7 separate regions of the Mus musculus genome follow, and all the other regions are linked to region 1. A link is a contact called in public HiChIP or PLAC-seq and promoter capture Hi-C data. All regions are on one chromosome and are shown on one strand. The core of a region is the stretch at or near the end of the contact, and the rest is flanking DNA. Distances in the headings are between cores, read along the strand shown. Region 1 holds the start of Spata6 (spermatogenesis associated 6). Region 2 overlaps Faf1 (Fas-associated factor 1). Region 3 overlaps Gm40228 (a long non-coding RNA gene). Region 4 holds the start of Eps15 (epidermal growth factor receptor pathway substrate 15). Region 5 overlaps Trabd2b (TraB domain containing 2B). Region 6 overlaps Rnf11 (ring finger protein 11). Region 7 holds the start of Trabd2b (TraB domain containing 2B).

Region 1 (2,700 bases), core at 155-2,654:
AGGAATTGGTGCAGCTTTGGAAGATGTTGCGTATTACTCTAAAGACCCCACATGTGCAAAGCCTGCACAGGCTTTCCAACTCAATACATACACATATATTAACAGACATATTCTAAAGGTTTAAAAATTATTTATCTCTGTGTTTCCATGTATACATACACATAAGTCTATCAGGATACCAGAAGTCACACCAAATCCCCTGTAGCTGGAGTTACAGGTAGCTGTAAGCTGCCCAACGTGGGTACTGGAAATTGAACTCTAGTCCTCTGGAACAGCGTGCTTTCAATTGCTGAACTACCTCTCAGTTGCTAACATATTTCAGAACCTTCATAACAGTATTGTTAATGAAAGCTAAAATATGAACGATACAAGTGCTCATCAAAAGTACATAGGATAAAGAATGTACACATAAGTCGTTGTATATTTCTGTATCATAAGGAGATAAACAAATCACAGAATATATAAGTATTAAATCTATTTAACATAAAAAAGACAAATTGAGCAGAATGTAGTTTGGAAATGCATAGAAGACTTACAGTAATGGAGGTCATTGCAGGGTTTACTATCAGGGAAAAGTTGGTAAGGCAATGCTCAAGGCATTTTCTTTTTCTTTTTCTTTTCTTTTCTTTTTTTTTTTTTTTTTTTTTTTTTTGGCTCAGTAACATCCTGTTTCTCAACTGGGTGATAAAATCACAGGTACTTTCCTCTCCATTGTTAGAATGTGCTCTAAAGTTAATGTATTAAAATTAACTTTAACATGGACTTTAACTCGACAGTTTGTTAGGTTCTTTTTATCTTTGAAGGTCTATGGCTAGGCTCCTCTATTCTGTGAGTCTGTTATTGAGAGTTCAGCCTGGGCAACAGGCATTGAGATTTGCGTAGTGGTGAACTAGACAGGAAATCCTGAAAGGAAATAGGGGCACACTGACAGAGAATCACAAAACAAGTGACTAATAAGAGGACCATAATAGTGATTCCAGAAGGCGTCTGGGATTTTACTTGAGAGATCCTGGGTTCCAGCCCTGTTTTGCCTTTGTCTTGGGCGATATTTTCCTATTTCTTATATTGGTTTTGTAAATTGTATCATAAAATACAAACTCAAGGAAGATTACTAATTATAGGATAGTTAGGAAAACTGAAACTACAGGTGTCAGCCTGTAGTTTCAGTTTTCCTAACTGAATTTGCTCATGAAACCCAGGGTTCTCAGTTCTGGGTTGAGGCCCACAGCACAGCTAGCTGTTCCCTTTCCTATGATTTGCACTCATAACTTTACGTCACAGAAGAGCCGCTCAGCCCCACCCACTGAAGCCCCTCCCACCACAATCCGGGCCCCGCCCACTGCCTCTTGCTCCGTAGTGTCCGGCCTTGGCGTGGCTCTTCCGGCCCCGCCCCTCCAGGCTGCCATGACAACGAGTCCGCGCCCCGCGCTCAGCTGCTGTTCGGGCGGGACCCAGGCTGGACCGCGGGCCCCGGCCTGGGGGCCACAGCTGCCACCTCCGCCGCCACCTCATCTCCTCCCTGTCCCTCGTCCCGCCCCGCGTCTTCCCGCCGTAGTCGGGCCGGAGGCCGGGGTCCCTCCCCGCCGCCCTACCCTGCGCGGATGCCGAAGGTGAAGGCGCTGCAATGCGCCCTGGCGCTGGAGATCCGCTCTGTGAGTACCGGCCCTGTCCCGCCTCAGCCTCCAAGTCCGCTGCCCGCCCCCGGCCCTGGGGGACTCCTGGAAATCTCCAGTGCTTTCCCACTCCAGCCTCTCGGGGGCCTCACCCCAACTTCCAGTTGGAGTGCTTTTGGATCTCTTCCTCACCACTTCGGAGTTCCGCTCCTGGGGCAGTAGTTCCTTTGAATTCTGCTTTACTCTTTTGGTGAGGAACTCCTGAACCCTTGCTCCAGTCTGGGGTGTGTAGCATTTCCGCTTTCAGATCCTTCCCCTAGCTTCCAGTTAAAGTAGGAACGCCTTTTCAGTCATGGTGGAGTCCCTAACTCCAAAAACAACTTACTTGTGACGTCATTGCACCAAGTTTTCTTAGTTTCTCCTCTCAGAATAAACCCAACTCCTCAGAAGCCACTTCAGCTCTTCCCTCCAGTACCCAAACACTCCAGACTTTGCATCCTTCCAATCCTCCCAAGAAAGACCTGGTCAGCTTTTCGGACAACTACTGCTTGGAGCTTGTAACTCCACTCATCTACTCTCAATTCAGGGGACTCTGTCCAGCCTCCTTCAGTAAATCTAGTTGAGGTGGGGAGCCCCTCCTGCCATCCAGTGAGGGGCTGAGGTCTTTCCGGGTGTTGAGAAGCCCCAACTCCCTTTGATAACTGCAGTCTCCTTCAGAGATTTTTGAAGTCCTTCAGTGTCATTCCCAAGAGACCCCCTTTCTCCCCTTAGAGGAGAGGCATTCTAGGAGAACCTCTTCAATTTCTTATTCTGCTGCTTTTCACGCCTTTATCCTTGAAATGCCCTCATTAAGACTCAGCCTACTTGTTGGTATCACTGCATAAGTAGGGATAACAGTACATATTCCCTGTCATTTTCTGGGCCTGCCCCAAGGGGCTCTCTGGCATTACCACCCCCACCCCTGTTGGCCTCCAAACTAAGCTTTTCTCTGCACTTACCCCACGCTTGCTGCACTCACTTCTTTCTGGCCTTCATTTCCTCTCCTTGTGGCTGCAGCAGCCCTGAACTTAAACCAGCATAGAAGTCA
Region 2 (2,847 bases), core at 189-2,688, 2.0 Mb before region 1:
TTAACAGGAGTCAGGGATCACTAAAGTGAATCCTAGATGTCAAGCACTGACCTTTTTACATGCTTGAAGTTTGGTTTTGCTTTGATTTGATTGTGACTGGGCCCTGGCTGCTGCTGCTGCTGTGGCTCTTCTTCCTCCTCCTCATCTTCCTCTTCCTCCTCTTCTTCCTCTTCCTCCTCCTTTTTTTTTAATGAGTTCTTGATTATGGTATATAATTGCAATAGAAACCCTAAGAAATTTATTCCTGAGAAAATTCTTTCTTGTCTGTGGAACCCTCACTGACTTTCCCTGAAGGAGATTCCAGACTAGATAATACTGATGTCCCTCTGCATCCATCAGTAGTTAGCTCTAGTGGTTAGACCTATAACCATATTTAAGTCTAAGCAGGCTCCTAGAGGGGAGATAGAAAGTGTAGTGCAGTTCAGGAGGAGGTTGTAGTATACAACAGAATGTAGTCAAAATACTGTTTAATGACTTTGCTAATTGATTCAAGCAGAAGCCTGGGGAGTGTGTGTGGAAATGGATTTTAAGAGTCTGGGATAATGGTGGAAGGAACATAAAATTGGATCAGGCTGAGTTCATTATATGGGCTCACTGTGTGGATATTCGAGGTTTAATATGGAACTTGGCACAGTCAAAAAAGAAGTGTTAAAAGTTTGATTGGTTGGCTGAAGCATTTGCCATACAATGGTCTACTGAGAAGAAGCTGGAGATGTCTAGTATCCCATGGCTTAGTGTTGATGACTGGATTTTAAGGTTCACGGAAATTGCAATGCTAGAGTAGCTAAGCTATATTGTATAATACTTAATCTCCCCACATGGAAGGCACAGAAGCCGCGCCAATCAGTGATACTATGAGATACAAAATGGTAAAAGGGACACCAGCACATCTGAAGAGCTTTGTAGTCACTCTTCTTCTTGTTCCAGGTTTTAGGTTTGGAGATGATGCTGCTCAGTTGCATGAATTAAATGTGATGGGTTTAGTTGGGATATACAGTGTTAGGGGCCAGGGCCAACACTGACTAGTCAAAGATGAGTGTAGTTGTGTTAATAGGCAGCACAGGCAAAGCCATGTCTATAATGGTCTGTGTAACTTTAATATTTTCAAAACCTTTTTAATGATGGTTCTTAAATGCTTTAACCTCCTGTATAGCCCTTCACCCACCAGAGGTAGTGGAAAAGAAAGGATACAGGGGAATTGGACCTGTTAGAAAGGGTCTTTGGTCTGTGTTGTCTGGAAATCAGTAGTTCAGTTTATAGGTTAGCAGTGGCAGCTCAACCTACTAGAAAACACTTCACGTATGTACCAGCAGTTTGGTTTGGTAGAGTTAGGATAGCAAACATAATTCAGGAGCAGTGGTACTACCTAGCAGAGACAGCCAGGCCTTAGCCTTGGCATGAGTCAGCAGGAGGGACCAGGAAGGAATGCCAGGAAAAGTTCTTGTCTGTGCCTTTCAGCGAAGCTCAGATCAGTGAAGACTTGAGACAAACAAGCTTTGCACAGTCAGCTCTAGAAGCAAGCCTTGCTCAGCCTCCATCACTGTGTTTCGAGTCCTTTTATACTCTCTCTAAACATCATGTGTCCTCCATGGGCCTTGCCTCAGCAAGTGTCTTGACTCAGCACAGTGTGTCTGTCTTACCTGACATCACTTTGCCAGTCAGCCTGTGTCTGCAGAAGCAAAAAGAAACTGCAAAAACCAGAAGTGTTTTGGTGAGTTTCTCTATATGGAGTCCAGATAAACGCAGCTCAATTATATGGTGTAAGGTGAGCCAATACATGCGTGTCCTTAGCAAAGAATCCTTCACATGTTTGCCTTAGCAGAACATGCTTTCACTTTATGTCTGCTTCAGGAAATGCTCCTTCATATGTTTGCCTTAGCAAAACACAATGGAACACAACTGACTTTCCAAAGAACCCTTAAGTTCCCACTTCAGGTCTGGCTTGTAATGGGCAGTCCAGGCAAAGTGATTTTTGGGGTGGCATGCTTTGTATGGATCTTTGGTACTGGCTAGTCAGTCATGGTGTTTCTAGGAATGAGATAGATAAGAAACCTATGCTTATGTTTGAATTGTATGGGAAGAAAATTTCTGGTACACATGAAAGGTTACATTGGATTGTGGTGATTGAGAACTTTGGTTTGTGAACCATTTTCCAGACTTTAGCCAGTAGATCCAGCATCCCTTGAATGAAATAAGGCAAGATCACCCTAAGAATGTACCTTGCTAAAAGGGTTTCATTAGCACTTCTGTCTTGACCTAAGAGGTACCTACAGCTTTTTACAAGGGCATCTGTATACTGGGAAAGAGAAAATACTGAGACTTTCTGGGGTCTGTTGTACTGGTTTTGAATTGATATGGGTTCCTGGAGACTCCAAAAAGTATTTGTAGTCCTCCAGTTAAAGTAGGGGCTTTGGGATGTCAGGGGGAATTAGTGGTTTGTTTTTAGTTGGACTTACAGAAGATCCAGTGTGTCCCCAAATCATCCTATGTTTATTTCCCCAGTTCCAGAATGTATAATTGGAGTAGATATACTTAGACATTGGCAGAATTCACATATTGGTTCCCTGACTCATGGAATGAGGGCTTTTATGGTTGGAAAGGCCCAATGGAAGTCACCACACAGGGACCCTCTCCCCTTGATCACCAACTAAGAAAATGCCCCACAGCTGAATCTCATGCAGGTACTTCCTCACCTGAAGCTCCTTTCTCTGTGATAGAGACATTAAGCAGTATTTGAAGATGTATTGCTGGCACTTAGGGTATAGAGGCCAAAGATACTGATAAATATCTGTAAAGCATGGGATAGCACCTTACCCCACAATGAATTATCAGGTCTTAAAAGTTGAT
Region 3 (2,798 bases), core at 38-2,537, 2.6 Mb after region 1:
TGAGCAACCATGTGGGGCTGGAGTCAAGACAAATAAGACACATGGCCCAAATATCCCCATTGTAAGATAAGAGCCAACTGATGAGTACAGGTTCTCTCAGTTCCAACCATCTAGAATTCTGTGTCCTTAAACCTACCAGGGACCTGTGCTTTTTCTTCTAGGTCAGTCTAATACAGGTTCTAAAGCATTCCCACTACATAGTCAGACCTCTAAAGGATCTTGAAACTACAATGCTTGAGACATAGAATTAAGAGTCTCTCCACCAGAAAATAAGACCTAGAATTTTATTAATATCCCCCCAACATTGCCAGGTTCACTTGCACTACCACTCTAGCCCTGGCACTTTTTCTAGACATTGCCTGGCCTCCCCTCCATTTTCATTCCTTTCCACTATCAATTGAAGTCCTACTATAAACCAGGCAAGACATCCAGAGCCTGACTTCCAGAACTACCATGTATATTCCTAAATGTCCCAATGCCATCTCCTCAGAAGCCTTGGGTAATTCACATGAATAGATATGGCTTATTGCACCCACTCTCTCATGAACTTACAACTCCAAAACTGGTCACTGTAATAATCTAAGACCATACTGGCTCCAGTACTATCTCTCCCTTCCACACTGGCTTATCTGCCAAAACCCCAGCATGCCTTTGGTCAAGCTTACCCAATTTACCACTTGAGCTGAATTCTGACTTTTTGGTCCCAGAAACTCTAACCTCACCCCACCCTAGTGCCTGAAATTCATTCTTGACCCCACTTGAAAGATCTTTAGGACTGAGTAAAAAGCCATCTTCTGCCTCCAAGTGCACAGACATCAAGACCCACGGATACTTCTTTCCTGACCACAATGTGCCATCATCAGAATCCAGTAAGAGCTTGGCTCACTGCCCTTATCAAGGTCTCCCCAGAGTCCGTTCCAAAAGACACAGTCGTCAGAAAACACACCCAAGAAAGTGGTCAGGAAGCAACCAATCTGAATTATTTACTGTCTCATGGAAGCCAGCCAGCAGATTCTGGCCATGCAGACACTGAGAAAATATTTATGTGGGTCCTGATGGCTGCTTGGCCAGGAAGACTGCCCGCTGTCATCCTTTCTTCCTGCTGATAAGGCAAAATTACATGTCAGACAGCTCCTAAGAAACCCATGCAGAAACCTCTGGCATCTGATCAGAATGGGGCATGTTTCTACAGCATTTGGTTCCAAAGCCTGTCTTTGCTACTGACTGGGGCTTCCCTCCAGTGTCTGAGGTCCTGGGTCTGTGCCATCATGGCATATACCAGACAACCTCAAGGACTTTGTGATACTATAAGATGGTGACTCAGACAGAATCAAATGTATTCTCCAGATCTGCCACCATGGTGCCATTGGTTCATCACAGAACTATTTTTCTTGGCATTCTGGAAACGTTCCTGGAATTCCAGCATCCTAGGATTTTTCTTTCCACTTATCCAGTTTCTGTGACCAGATGGGAGAACTCCATTGGGAGAGAAAGATCTTAGCTTAAAATAAAAAAGGTTAAAATAGAAGGGGTGAGTTCAAGCAGTGTTAACCGTGTATCCCATAATAAAGCTTGGTATGGAGCCACAGTGAAGTGTCCTGTGTCCTCAAAGCCACCCTGAAGCCCACCCTATCCTTTGAGAAGTCAGACCAGGCAGCTCCAGGTAGCTTACAAGGCTCCTTTTATTTCTGAGCTGCTTCCTCTGTTTCCTACCAGTCTCTGGCTACCACTTTCCTCAGCCATAGAGTTCTGTCCTTGTCCATAATCATTTTATGCCCTTTCTTGAAGGAGTTCTATGCTCCACAAATCCCCATTCCCTGTGAACAACCTTGCCTCACAGATTCCTTCAAAGGCTGAATCACCTGAAGTTCTACCAATGGTGGCTTACAGACACAGGAAAAGATTCAAAAACCTGAGTTCTTACAAATACTACTGACACCTTCTCAGAGATGCTTCATGCCATCTAGCTCTGCCTGCATTGGTTTTTCTGAGCAGGAAGCATTCCCAACCTTCTACCCCCTCAGACCTATAGTCCTCTGGAAAACTTTCATTTGAAGGTGTGATTTGGTAGCCATTAACAAGTGAAAAATCTAGTAATGTTCTATACTGGATACGTGCATTAAATTAGTGTTTCTTCAAGAAATTAAGAACAAACCTAACCAGTATGTATTCTCAACATATCATATCTGAAGAACTATTCTATACACATTCCTTTGATCCACTCAATGGATGAACAGCTAACATCTATTCTATGCTAAATGTTGTGCAAAAAATCAGTAAGACAGTACGTAAAGGAGACAAACTCCACCTCTCCCAGTTACCTAAGGTCCTCAAATCATAGCTCAGATCATGGCCTGTCAGGCTCCTACCCTCTTTGACCCTGTACCTTTCTCATGCTTTCTCCTAGTTTTAATTCATAGAACTGTGATGTGTCATTGAAGGATATCAGAGGCCAAAGAACCCTTAAAAGTAGACAAGGTATAAACTTTTAAAAACAATTGAGTTTTATACTATAGGCTCCTACCTGGGGTATCATGCTTTGTGGTATAAACCCATATAGCCCAAGATCACTTCCTGAAACTTTCTGATTCAGAAATCTGTTCTATTTCAGCCTAAGATACAGAGAACCAGAGGCAGGCAGAACTGGTCCCAAACAGGAAGAATAGTTCTGAGCCACAAGACAAGGCATTCTACTAGCTAATATAGTTGTCTCTAGATTCCTGTTCAAAATACTAAGAGGTCAGTTATATTAATTTTACAGTTGTTCTTACAACAAATAGTTGGAAAAATACAAAATA
Region 4 (3,038 bases), core at 292-2,791, 2.4 Mb before region 1:
AGTAGTCACCCTAAATAAGAACCTTTGCAGATGACAATTTCAGGTAAGCGGTTCCTTATTCTAACTAAGTGTGGCAAAATGAAAAAGAGTAAGGTGTATAATGTTGAATACAGGCAGGACAAAGGCCTTCATTTAAGCATATACTATAATGTTATGGTGTTAAAATACATATATATTAAAAAATCTCTGCCACTGGTGAGCTGAGGGGGGTGGTTAGACTTATGTAAACAGGTCATTAGGAGGTTGTTGCCCTCTTCTAGTAAAGTCAACAAAAGAGTATGAACACTAGTTTGGAGAGACAATACTCTGTCAAGAGGTGGCATTTATGACAAAAAGGAATTTGAGAGGAACCGGGCACTGGTGGCACATTCCTTTAATCTCAGCACTTGGGAGGCTGAGGCAGGCAGATTTCTGAGTTCAAGGCCAGCCTGGTCTACAGAGTGAGTTCCAGGACAGCCAGAGCTATACAGAGAAACCCTGTCTCAAAAAACCAAAACCAAAACCAACCAACCAACCAGACAAAAAAAAAAAAAAGAATTTGAGATGGGACTTTATGCACTCACTGTACCTCTGAACTCCACTGTGGCCCTACACCTGCTTTTTTTTTTTTTTTTTTTTTTTTTTTTTAAATTAAACAGTCTAGGCAGGACAGGGAGCAGGCAAGGCAAGCAGTTCCTTCTTGCTCCCAAGATTTTTACTTTAGAAGGATTTACATGCCTTCTTAATGTGATAGCAGGTAGAAAGATTTGTAATCCAGCTTTCTAGTTAGTTTTTAAACTTCGGGTAAGAGAGTTGTTTTGTTTTGTTTTGTTTTTTCTTTTCGGGGAGGCCCTTTTCTTTTTATTTCAGTCAGGGCCTTACTATGTGTCCTTGAACTCACTATGTAGAGCAGGCTGGCATGGAACTCTCAGAGATTAAAGGTATGTGCCACCATGCCTGGCTGGCTTTCACCATCCTCATTTGTATAACTTCTTTCTGTTTCAAATCCCCTATTCACACAATTTTTTAAAAAAGTATTTAGGCCTGGAGTAGTGGTACATCTCCTTAATCCCAGCACTCTGGAGGCAGAGGGAAGTGGATCTCTGTGAGTTTGAGGCCAGCCTGATCTATACAGTGAGCTTCGGGATAGCCATGGCTACACAGAGAGAGACCTTGTTTTAAACAAACAGCAAACAAACAAAAGCATTTAGTGCAGAATCACACACAATCAGAATTATTTAATGTTATTACTACTAAACCGCTCCTGTCATTACTTAGTACCATTACTTTTTTAGTTCCCACAACCCACCTGGACATGGTTCTAATTTCTCCCCGCACTTTACAGAAAACAGCAGCCCAGGAAGAAGGATGGTGGGTGACCTGCCTAAACTCAGGTCTCTGTGGCGCCGCCTCCGCTGACCGTCCACCCCAGAGCCCTATCCGCACCGGGTTTTCCAGGGAGGCCGGGGTCAGGGCCTGGTTCCGCGGCTCAGACTCCCGCTCCGGGCTTTGCGCGCCGCCACGGCCTGTGAGGCCGGCGGGGCGGGGCGGGGCGGGGCGGCGTGAGGAGGGAAGTTGTCGAAGTTCGGGGAGACGCCCGGCCGCCGGCCTCGCCTACGGCCTGTCCCTCCGCCTCCTTCCCGCCCCGGGCCCCCGTCCGTCCGTCCTTCCTTCCCCTCCCGTGCATGATGGAAACACCATGGCTGCGGCAGCCCAGCTCTCCCTGACACAGGTAACGCCGCCCGCCGGTCGGCCCGGCTCGACCCGCCGGGGTTCCCCGGCCCTCCCTCCCCCCCTCCACCGCTCTGGGGCGCTGGCGCGGCGGCTGCCCTCGGGCCGCACGGTGGGAGCGCGTGTGAGGAGTGCGGGCGCCATCCCGAGTCGGAGCGGGAGCGGCGAGCCGGGGCCGCCGCACCCCCGCCCCGGGTCGCCGGGCTCTCGGCTCCGCCCCGCGCGGCTCCCACCCGGCCGCCGCCCCCGCCGCGGGTCTCCGCGCCGCTCTCCTCCAGGTCCCGTCGGCGCTCACCTTCTCGGCAAGTTTCTCCTCCGGGCCTGACGGCCGCCAGGTGAGCTCCGGTGGGGCTCACGCTAGACAGCGGCCGCGGGCGATGCGAGGCTCGACTTCGGCGGGGCAGGGTTCCCTCAGCTTCGCTCTGCTCCGGTCCGCGGGAGCGACGACTGCCGAGTTCCCCTCAGTTCCCTCAAGTCAGCCTGGCTTCCAGAAGTCGCATCCTGTCCGGGCACTTGACCCACTCACTTCTGCTCAGATCCCCTTGCAGACTTTCCCACCCGCGAGGGCGCCGTCTCTGATCGTCGTCCGAGGGGTCATGGTGCCAGCCTTCTGCAGGTGGGGCGCCTCTTTCCTCCCTGGTGCCCGGAACCACCGGGGAGATAACTTTGTCCTGGGACGATCTCGACCAAAAGCTGTTCTCGGAGTCTGTTCTCGGAGTCTCGCCTCTTTATCATCATCATCATTATTAAAATGTTCTCTTCCTTCAGAGCCCCATCCTCGAGGGATACATCTAAACATCACTCACTTAGGAGAACCTGAGTTCTCCGTTTCTGTAAAACCAAGCGTAGTCATCTCAAGACACCCAGGAGGGATGAGGTACCAAACACCTGCCAGTCCCTTTCATCTTCACTGCCCAGAAGTTTGCCTTCTCCATAGCTGGGGGCTGTGTACTCCCTGGTATAAGCCCACCTCAGCCTATCAGCCTGCCCTGTGATAGCTCCCTGCCATCTTGTCTCCTTGGCCTAGATTTGCCTGTACTTATAAGGTAGGGCATGTGTTTGGGTAATAGATTATTTCTATGTTATGATAAAGAGGTTTTGAGGTGTTTCTTTCCAAGAACTTGGAGATAAAAAAGTATTTTCCCCAGGAGCCAGGGTGGAAATTTTATTTACTTATTTATTTTGAGACAGGGTCTCAAATAGATCAAGCTGGCTTTGAACTCACTATGTAATCAAGAATATCAAGAATGACCTTGATTTTGGATCCTTCTTCCTCCATCTCCCAAGTGGACTGTACCACTATATTAGTTTATTCATCGCCAGGGATC
Region 5 (2,957 bases), core at 151-2,650, 2.9 Mb after region 1:
GCCAACAGGAGGTCCTAGACCCTGGGATACTGAACCTCAGGAAAAGCCAGGGATTACAGAGAGTGATTGTCCCAATCATAGCTGGGACCCAAACTCATGAAGGCTATTACGAATCCCACCCTAGACTAGCCTGGACAGACACAGCAGTCATTGCCTGTGTCTGTGGTCATCTGGCACCAGAGGGAAGAGGGCCATGGCTGATTCTTCTTGGCCTCCCACAGCCTAGCATGCATTAGATGCCTGCAAAAGTTCCAGGACACAGGCTGTTCCAAATAGGAGCCTCCCCAGAGCCTGGAGGCTGGGCACTGTCTGTGCAGCTACCCTCAAAAGTGCCTTGCTATGGACACACCTGAGCCATGGCTAGGCATAGACCCAGCTCTGCCTTTTATACCTGTGTGACATGGGCAAGTTGGACTATTGAGTAGCTGAAAGAGAAAATTAATCCAAACACGGCAGGCACATTCTGCCTGCAGGCAGTTTGTCACCCAGGGTGTTTGTGTCCACCTTTGCCACAGTGATGGCAAAGCAGAGTCAGTCTTTCATCCATCCCTGTTTCATTTTTTATTCCCGGCATCCCAGAAGCTTCCACACAGGAGCACAGAGCGAAGGCTACTAAAAGGAAAGGGGCTGTGGCTCCATCCCTGCATCACCAACTCCCGAGGATGTCCTTGTTTCCCGTGCCACACCTCAGGAAGCAGAGCACTTCTCCAACCCTGTCAGACAATTGCTAGGGAAAATGCTGTCTGGTCCCTTCTAGAGTCTGCCCTCTTACCATCCTGGGGCAGTCAGAATTCCACAGCTTGTCCCTCCTGCCCCAGTGCTCACAGTACCTTCCCCCTCCTCTTTCTCTTTATATTCAACTGCAGGACCAGTCGCTATTGGCATCTTCTCTTCCCTCTGTGACATTCCCTGGTGCTGTGCCTCCACAGCTACCCTCTCCATCCTTCCTACCTCCTCATTCCCTGATCCCTGTGCCCCTTCATCACTGTTCTGTGTGTACCTATCTCTCCCTTGGGTAGACACCACAGTGCGTCTCAGAACCTGGCATGAAGCTAGCTACTCAGACCATGTCAAGTCTGTCCCCAATGAACTGAGAAGGCTCAGCCTTTTGCTGTGTGACTGCAGAGCAGGAGAGGAAGCCCAGGTCAGCCAGGTCCCCTCCACACAGCTCTGGATAGACTAGAAGCCCTGGTGCCCCTCATTATCCACCCCTCCTGTCACACTTCCTAGGGAAAACAAACATGGCTCTGGTTTGATATCCGGCCGGAGGCCCTGGCAGTGAGATTCGCATTTGAAAGTTTCCCTTGCATTAATTTCAGACGGAACATAAATACGGACTTGGGATGCCTCTTCCAGGAGGGGAAAACTGGAAACCCGCATGCTCACTGGAGAGAAAACATGTGTGCTGGCCGAAGGCACCCGCGTTACTCTGGAGCCTGTGCGGGGGAAACATCTGGTCCTCTCCTCCTCCGCCACCCAGCCCCCACTGCAGTCTTGAAATTGCCCAGTTAATTGGCGCATTGTTCATGCTGAGCACTTGACACACTTTCTCTCCAATCTGCTGAACCTTGGAAGGTACACACATTTCTGACCATTCCCTGCCCCCAACCATGATCTTGGCATCTCTGCAGCTGCCAAGTACTTCAGAGTAGACGTGATGGAGCTTGCCATGAACTGGATCAGTTCTGGGGATGAGCCCCAAAAAGCCTTACCTCGTACCAGCATGTGACCTTGGGCAAGTCCTATTCCCCTTGCTGAGCCTCAGTTTCCTCATCTATAAAGTGGGAGCACCTTCAGTGGCTACTTGAGGATGAAATGGAACAGTGTGGTCTGGAAGCTTCTAAATGTATTAAGGTCACCACCAGGTGAAACCATACAGTGTGGGGGATGGGGAGGATGGAAGCCAGATGGTACAACTGCATTTGGGGAAGCTGAGTCACAAAGAGGGAAAGGAAACTACCCAAGGCCACAGGGTTCATGGATGGGCTGAGTATTGTGCCCAGGCTCTGCCATGCCCTACCTACCCATGCCAGAGGGTCAGGTGGGACTGGCAGACTATGCTCTCTGTCCTCCAAGCCTTGTACACTGGCACAGCCCATCATACACCCAGAAGAAAGGAACCTCTTCTCAACTCTGGAACACCCTACCACCCCTTTCCTGTTTGTATGTAGATGTCTGTAAGTGGCCCCTGGTTTGTCTTCAGGAGACAAGTCCAGCCTTGCCCCATGGTGTTGAAGCCTGAATGTTCCTGATGACCATCTAATGCTGTCCATCCTGGGACCATCTCTGCACTGCATCCTTTGCTGCCAACTCTGGTCCTCTCTCTCCTGGCTTCTTTCTTTTCCATTCTCTATGTGGGTTTCATCCAATCTCTGTCCTATCATATTCTTTCCCCCACCCCCATTCCCATCTGGCTATCTTTCCTCTTCCCTCTTCTCCCCCTGAAGTTGTTACCACATCTCTTACAGCTGGTCTCTGGCCTCTCTTCTCTGCCCTTTTCTTTTGCTTCCTAGGTCCTAAAGTTCTCTCCTCCCCACTCCCATTTTCCCCCTGTAATAGATAGTCCCTCTGCTTTTCTTCCTACTTCCCTCTTTGTGTCTCCTTAGCTCCCTGTGCCCCGCCCTCTCTTTCCTCTTCTGTTGTCCTCTCTGGACTCAGCAAATGAAATGGAACGTGTCTTCCTGCAGAGAGCTGGCCAGAGAACAGCTGGAAGCTAATGCTGGAGGGAGATGCTGAGTGGTGGCCAGGAGCCCCAGGGAGGATGGGCAAGCCAAGCAGGCTGAGCCCCAACATTGTGGGGCCCCTTTGGAAACCTTCCACCACCTTGCCTGCAGGTTCCAGCATGGGGGTGGTGCCTTGTTCAGAATTTCCAACTTTGGAGACAAGCCTAAGCACTGTCTGCCAACCCCTGGGGACAGCATATGCTGGACCCTGACTCTGGCCTGTATAGGGGCCAA
Region 6 (2,903 bases), core at 304-2,803, 2.3 Mb before region 1:
CCAGGTGGTACGGTTCATACCTATAATCCTAATTCGGGGGAAGTAGTGACAAGAAGATTGCTTCTAGCTTGAGACTAGCCTGATTTACATACCAAGTTCTAGGCTAGCCAGGGATACATTGTGAAAATATGTCTCAAGTAAATAAACATAAATAATAGGCAAGGAAAATACATAATCCAGGGTCTCAGTGCCCAGCCCACTCTATGATGACCTCACTTAAGTCTCCCAAGGTGGATATACAAACAGAATGACAAGAGGTTAGTCATCCTCTGATTCCTTTAGATTCTTCTTTTCCCTCTATTCTACCAAATATTTTTGCTCTTTACTTGTATTTCTGTATTTAGTGTGTTTGAAGTCTAAGAACAATGTGGTTGGTACTTTCTTTCCACTATGTAGGTCTGGGGGATTGAACTCAGGTCCTCTCATCTGGCATACCAATTACTTGCAGAGCCATCTTATGCTCCCAGCTCCCCCCCCACACTTTTTTTTTTTTTTTTTTTTTTACAGCAGAGACTTGACATGTAAGCCCATGTTGTCATTTTGCTTTAGCTTCCCAAGCACTGGATTAAAAACTGTCTTATCAAACCATCATTTACCATTGATAGGAAACAGATTTGTTATACAAATCCAAATTGAGGTAATATGGAACTCATAACCTGAGAAGCAAATATATTTCAAAACAATATTTTCCTTAATAATTTGTTTAGTTTCCCATCTGCTTGGGTGGAAGGGTACTGAAAAGTATTTGCCCTAAGGAAATAATTTTAAACTAAAATCTTCCTTGAGAAAAACACAACATTATAGAAAACACAATATACAATGAACAGAAAACAATATGATAGATAATGAGTTAGATATTCACCCCTCAGTTTTGGCCCACTAATAAAGTTCTAAAATATTCTGATTTTTACTATATAACATGTATTCTGCTGGAAATCAAACCCATAGTTGTATACATGCTAGGCCAAACTATATTCCTAGTTCCTTGTTATATATTTAAAAAAGCATCTATATAAAATGGCAAATGTTGTCAATTATACTTTGGGCCCTAATCTTAACATAAGCCAGGAAAGAAACAAATGAAAATGTAAAATGTGCCTTTAATCCTAGCATTTGGGAAGCAGAGGCCAGTCTGGTCTACAGTGAATTCCAGGGCAGCCAAGCCTACATACAGCCTTGTCTCAACTCCTGCCCCACGCACATCCCAAAAGTAAATGTGTCTTCATTACGCTGGATTCAATACCAGCATGGTAAAATACACCTGTAACACCAGCAATTCAGGTGAAGGCAGGAGAATCACAGGTTCAAAATCATCCTTGGCTACACAGCAAGCCTAAGGACAATTGAGTACAAGGAGACCCTGCTCTTTAAAGCTGTTTATTCAAGTTAGGGAATATGATACAATTTCCGAAACTAAAACAATGCAGTGTGGGACATGCCTAAATAATATCCAAGGCTGGAAATAGTACAAGTCTGGCTTGTGGTGAAGGAAAAATAAAGTCACTACTAAAGAATGCAGCCTGTCACCAACAGCTGTATATTTTCAGCCAGTAGGAAATAAGAGCTCACTCTTTACAGCCTTAACATGCGGCTGTTGGCCACACCCCCTCTCCAGTGGCAGTGTCTTACTGGGAATATTTTCTCTAAATTTTGCCAGACTTACAGTTAAGGCCATAAAAAGGAAGATTTGAACTAGCTGGTTTCAGTGTATGTTTTAGTTTAGATGATTCATTAATTTTAACCATAAAAGAGTGAGGGGAGAACCCCAACAAAACAAGACTGCATTTATATGTAGTCTCCAAATGACACATGGAGAACTAAATAAAAGCCTTACATGCCATCTATAATACCGAGACATACTACTTTATATTTAGATGGTATAACCCAGAGTGGCCTGCATGTCTGAAAAAGAGCACCCCACCTAGGGAGATAGACTGGTATTTTTTTTTTTTAAGGTTTGTTTTGTAGCTAAGGAATTCCTGATCCTTCTGCTCCTACATCTTGAGTTGCTGAGATTAGTCATGTGCTACCACATTCTGTAAGAATATAATTAGGGTCCAACACATCCTCACACCCAAGCTTCATTTAGGTTAAGCAAACAAGAACTCTAAACTGAACCATATCCTCAGCCTGCATTTTATTAATTCAGAGACCTAGAGAAATGGCTCATCAATTAAGATTCTGAGTACCCGCAGAGGATAGTTCCCAGTATCCATTTTTTTTTTGGGGGGTGGGGTGGGGGGGTGGGAGGAGACGGTCACAACTGCCTGCAACACTGGGAAATATGATGTTGACATCTGTAGGTCTCTGCACTCTTGTGAAATACCCCCACACAGACATATTTTTGTTTTTAAATTGTAGCCAGGTGTGGAGGTGTATACCTTTAATCCCAGCACTTGGGAGGCAGAGGCAGACAAATCTCTGAGTTTATGACCAGCCTGATCTATATAGTGTGTTCTAGAACAGAGGTACACAGTGAGATCCTATCTAGAATTAATTTTTCAGAGCTAGAGAGATGGTCCAACAGGTAAAGGAACTTGTCACTAAGCCTGTTAAACGCAGTGTGACTCTCCAGGAAACACATGGTAAAGGAGAGAGCTTACTTTAGAATGTTGTCTGTCCTCCCATCTTTACACAGAGGCCATAGGACACCTACTCCCAACCCTATCCCCAGTTCCCCCTCCACAAAAAATAAGGCAAATGCACTTCGGCATCTCCCCCCCTCCAAGCACACAAACACTATTTTGAAGGTTTCCATATTAATAGAACTATATAATCAGTCAATTTTACAGAATTTTGACCCCTTTAAAAGAAATCCTGTATTCATTACCTATATTTATAGATTTGCCTATTTTGAGCATTTTCTGTAGACAGAATTGTACTATTATATGATCTTTTGCCTG
Region 7 (2,700 bases), core at 192-2,691, 2.7 Mb after region 1:
ATTGTATTTTAATTGTCTACTTGCATATCTCATCATGTCTGTCAGCTATAGACTTCTGATAATATCACACAATTTATCTTTAACCTCCAATATCAGGATAGAGTCTTAGCAAATCTTGTTTAACAACAGCGGTGTGTGTGTGTGTGTGTGTGTGTGTGTGTGTGTACACCCAGAGAAACAGACAGGAGAATGACTGACTGAATGGAGCTTCCAAGGAATTCTAATTGTTTTATGTTCTTTAGACATGTTTTAATTTAATGTAGTGGGTCTTTGCAGAGTGCCTAGGAACACATGTGGTGGTGTTAGGCACAGCAGCATGACAAAACGTTGTAAGCAAATACCACGTTTTCTGGATCTCCAGTGACCATCTCATTCTCCGATATACCTCGAAGTGCCTACACAAATCCTGTCCTGTTAACTGCTTACTCTCGCCAGGCCTCGCAGATGTGCTCTGAGAAACTGGCCCATGTTCCCAAATTTGTCTCAGCCTGACCATTGGACTTCCACCTTAACCCAAGGTCCACTGAGCCAGACGCCCTCTGGCGGTAGCGCTCAGGAGCTACATCCCGGCGCAGAGCTGGAGAGAGGAGAGGAAAGGAGAGGGAGGAGGGAGGAGGCGCAGGCAGGGGAGGAGAGGAAAAAGTTGCGCTGGGAAGTTTGGAAAGTTGGGAAGTGGCTGCTGCGGGCTTCGCCTCCCTCCGCGCGCGTGCGAGGGAACGAGCGAGAGAGCGAGCGCGGAGCCAGCGAGCGCCTGCCATGCCCGGCAGACCCCGCCTCGCCGCGCCCGGGCGCCGAGCTCGCTCCGACTCCCTGCGGCCCGGCCCGGCCCGGCCCGCCGCGGCCCCGGCCCCCCGCCTCCCGCGCCGGGTCCTCCCCTCCCCCGCCCGGCGGCCCCAGCCCCCCGCCCGGCCCGGCTCCGCGCCGCTCTCCCGCCCTCCTCTCTCCCTCCCTCCCGGCCGCGGAGCAGCATGGCGGAGCCCGGGCAGCGGCCGCGCGGCCGCCCGCCGCCCCTCTGAGCCGGGCTCGGGGGCAGCCCGGCACCTCAGAGCAGACCCCCGCCCCGCCGCGCCCTCTGCCGCACTTGTCCCACTGCGCGCCCCCTGGAGCGCCGCGCACCCCTGGGACCCTTGCGCGCCCCGGGTGCCCAGCATAACCCGAGTTCCCCCGCTCACCCTGGAATCTCAGGACTGCCCCAGGAGCCCCGCGTACCCCTGGACCCTGACGCGGCTCCGGGACCCCCACGCGCTCTAGGACCCCTGCGCGCTCTCAGAATTCCGGGGCTCGGCCAACCCGGCTGCGCGCCCTGGTGAGGGGCCCCGCCCCAGAGGATCCCCCTCTTCCAACAGACCGGAGCCCCGCCCCAGAGAGACCCCCAGGTCCGACAGGGACATCCAGCCACGCCCCAGCGGGCTCCCAGCATCTCGCGCCTGGAGCCCTGTGCTCCAGAAGATCCTCGGTGCCCAGCTGGGGGCTCCCCGCCCTGCTGAGGGGGCGCTGCCCAAGAGGGACCCCCGCGTCCCGCGGGCCCCGGCAGGATGCACGCCGCCCTGGCGGGGCCGCTGCTAGCCGCCCTCCTTGCCACCGCCCGCGCCCGTCCGCAACCCCCCGACGGAGGACAGTGCCGGCCGCCTGGATCGGTGAGCGAGCACCAGCCCTGCCACTCTCCCGCCTGCCTGGACACTCCAGCCTGAGGGGCCAGGGTTTGGGACCAGCCTTCTCCATTCAGCCCACTCGCTCCACCTCCGCCCTCTGGGCACAGCCTGGGCTCCCTTCCCTAGCATCTGTCCTCCCGGACTCCAAGTCTGAGCCCAGCCCAGATGGTTCCTTCTCCACTCGCGGACAGTTTCCCCTAGACTTTTGGTCTTGGTTGGATGGATCCCCTCTCTGTGTCCGCTTCTAACTCTCCTGTCTTTTATCCTACCTTTACCCTTTGGTTGCCTTCTTCTGACTTCATCTTCCCAACACCTAGTACCCTTTTCTACACCCTGACTTCCAACCCTTTTGCTGTTTCATTCACACAGTGCCCCAGGCCAGGCATCCCTCCCTCTCCTTGACCCTTTTTCTGACCTAAGGCTGGATCCTCCAACCCTGGTGCTCATTCTCACTCCTCTCCCTCTGTACCCCAGACCCTACCCAGTACCGATTGTCCCAAATGCCCCTGTTTCCTGAAAAGGGTAAGATATCATAGGAGAGAAACGGAAATGACAGGATGAACTTGCTTGTCTAATATTTTCCTAAGGGCACCAAGTAATTATTGCTTCTCCCAACTTTCCTCTCCAAACCCGGCATCTCTTGATATTTTTTCCTGCAATGCCCTTATCTTCAAATATAGATTAATGCGTTGGCAATCATCCTGAACTAGATGCCAGGAGACGAGAATACTGTTGCAGGATCTTCCTGTGCTACCCTATTAGCAGGGCATAGGTTGGCCTTGGGCAAGGTGCACAGCTAGCAGTCTGCCTTGTGCAAGAAACCAGCTGGATAGCTGGTAGGCACTGTCTATTGTGCATTCACATTTGTAAGGTTTGTTGGTAAACTATGGTTCTGTGTCCACCACCCACAATAAATACTTTTCATTTGTGCCAGAATCAGGGAGGAATATGTTATGAGTTGACCTAAAGTTTGTTAAGTGGTCAGTGGTCACTCCAGGGACTTTTCTAGATGGAAACTGACTTTGCTTGGGAGATAGTCCCCTACTCC

Evidence for each region. Promoter capture Hi-C pulls out the DNA fragments that hold promoters and counts their contacts. HiChIP or PLAC-seq counts read pairs in DNA pulled down with a chosen protein or histone mark.
Region 2: a contact with region 1 is called in an H3K27ac HiChIP or PLAC-seq map of large pre-B cells, with 6 times the contacts expected there. The contact joins the enhancer-like site here to the promoter of Spata6 in region 1. A contact is called at or near these places in 5 of 39 promoter capture datasets (the C10 cell line, cranial neural crest, frontonasal cranial neural crest and 2 more), 2 of 115 datasets of contacts at active chromatin or transcription factors (astrocytes and large pre-B cells) and 2 of 9 other capture datasets (adipose tissue and liver).
Region 3: a promoter capture Hi-C map of the 3T3-L1 cell line shows a contact between it and region 1, with 5 times the contacts expected there. The contact joins the enhancer-like site here to the promoter of Spata6 in region 1. A contact is called at or near these places in 5 of 39 promoter capture datasets (the 3T3-L1 cell line, cranial neural crest, hippocampal neurons and 1 more) and 1 of 115 datasets of contacts at active chromatin or transcription factors (the NIH/3T3 cell line).
Region 4: a promoter capture Hi-C map of pre-B cells shows a contact between it and region 1, with 4 times the contacts expected there. The contact joins the promoter of Eps15 here to the promoter of Spata6 in region 1.
Region 5: a contact with region 1 is called in a promoter capture Hi-C map of cranial neural crest. The contact joins the enhancer-like site here to the promoter of Spata6 in region 1. A contact is called at or near these places in 3 of 39 promoter capture datasets (the C10 cell line, cranial neural crest and liver) and 3 of 115 datasets of contacts at active chromatin or transcription factors (large pre-B cells, pro-B cells and stem cell-derived neural progenitor cells).
Region 6: a contact with region 1 is called in a promoter capture Hi-C map of second pharyngeal arch cranial neural crest. The contact joins the enhancer-like site here to the promoter of Spata6 in region 1. A contact is called at or near these places in 5 of 39 promoter capture datasets (the C10 cell line, cranial neural crest, frontonasal cranial neural crest and 2 more).
Region 7: a contact with region 1 is called in an H3K27ac HiChIP or PLAC-seq map of large pre-B cells, with 11 times the contacts expected there. The contact joins the promoter of Trabd2b here to the promoter of Spata6 in region 1. A contact is called at or near these places in 6 of 39 promoter capture datasets (the 3T3-L1 cell line, cranial neural crest, liver and 3 more), 2 of 115 datasets of contacts at active chromatin or transcription factors (large pre-B cells and pro-B cells) and 1 of 9 other capture datasets (embryonic stem cells).

What each region holds. Positions count from the first base shown.
Region 1 is chr4:111,718,606-111,721,305 of GRCm38.p6, forward strand. Spata6 (spermatogenesis associated 6) reads left to right here and starts at 1,405. Exons shown (of 13, transcript NM_026470.3): 1 at 1,405-1,652. The coding sequence starts at 1,602. It overlaps Gm33192 (a long non-coding RNA gene), which reads right to left. Exons shown (of 2, transcript XR_376552.3): 1 at 2,612-2,700.
Region 2 is chr4:109,686,718-109,689,564 of GRCm38.p6, forward strand. All of the region lies in intron 1 of Faf1 (Fas-associated factor 1), which reads left to right. Among named protein-coding and RNA genes, the nearest start is that of Faf1, 12 kb to the left of the region's middle. Within about 2 kb of position 1,439, at least 12 of the 459 cell types and tissues checked have an H3K27ac peak or open chromatin away from gene starts, as enhancers often do.
Region 3 is chr4:114,335,569-114,338,366 of GRCm38.p6, forward strand. All of the region lies in intron 1 of Gm40228 (a long non-coding RNA gene), which reads right to left. Among named protein-coding and RNA genes, the nearest start is that of Gm40228, 9.7 kb to the right of the region's middle. Within about 2 kb of position 1,288, at least 23 of the 459 cell types and tissues checked have an H3K27ac peak or open chromatin away from gene starts, as enhancers often do.
Region 4 is chr4:109,278,734-109,281,771 of GRCm38.p6, forward strand. It overlaps Eps15 (epidermal growth factor receptor pathway substrate 15), which reads left to right and starts at 1,542. Exons shown (of 25, transcript NM_007943.3): 1 at 1,542-1,711. The coding sequence starts at 1,679. It overlaps Gm40225 (a long non-coding RNA gene), which reads right to left and starts at 1,590. Exons shown (of 3, transcript XR_868003.2): 1 at 1,289-1,590.
Region 5 is chr4:114,592,586-114,595,542 of GRCm38.p6, forward strand. All of the region lies in intron 4 of Trabd2b (TraB domain containing 2B), which reads left to right. All of the region lies in intron 1 of Gm33655 (a long non-coding RNA gene), which reads right to left. Among named protein-coding and RNA genes, the nearest start is that of Gm12829, 86 kb to the right of the region's middle. Within about 2 kb of position 1,401, at least 17 of the 459 cell types and tissues checked have an H3K27ac peak or open chromatin away from gene starts, as enhancers often do.
Region 6 is chr4:109,459,093-109,461,995 of GRCm38.p6, forward strand. All of the region lies in intron 1 of Rnf11 (ring finger protein 11), which reads right to left. Among named protein-coding and RNA genes, the nearest start is that of Rnf11, 16 kb to the right of the region's middle. Within about 2 kb of position 1,554, at least 98 of the 459 cell types and tissues checked have an H3K27ac peak or open chromatin away from gene starts, as enhancers often do.
Region 7 is chr4:114,405,283-114,407,982 of GRCm38.p6, forward strand. Trabd2b (TraB domain containing 2B) reads left to right here and starts at 1,442. Exons shown (of 7, transcript NM_001085549.1): 1 at 1,442-1,637. The coding sequence starts at 1,536.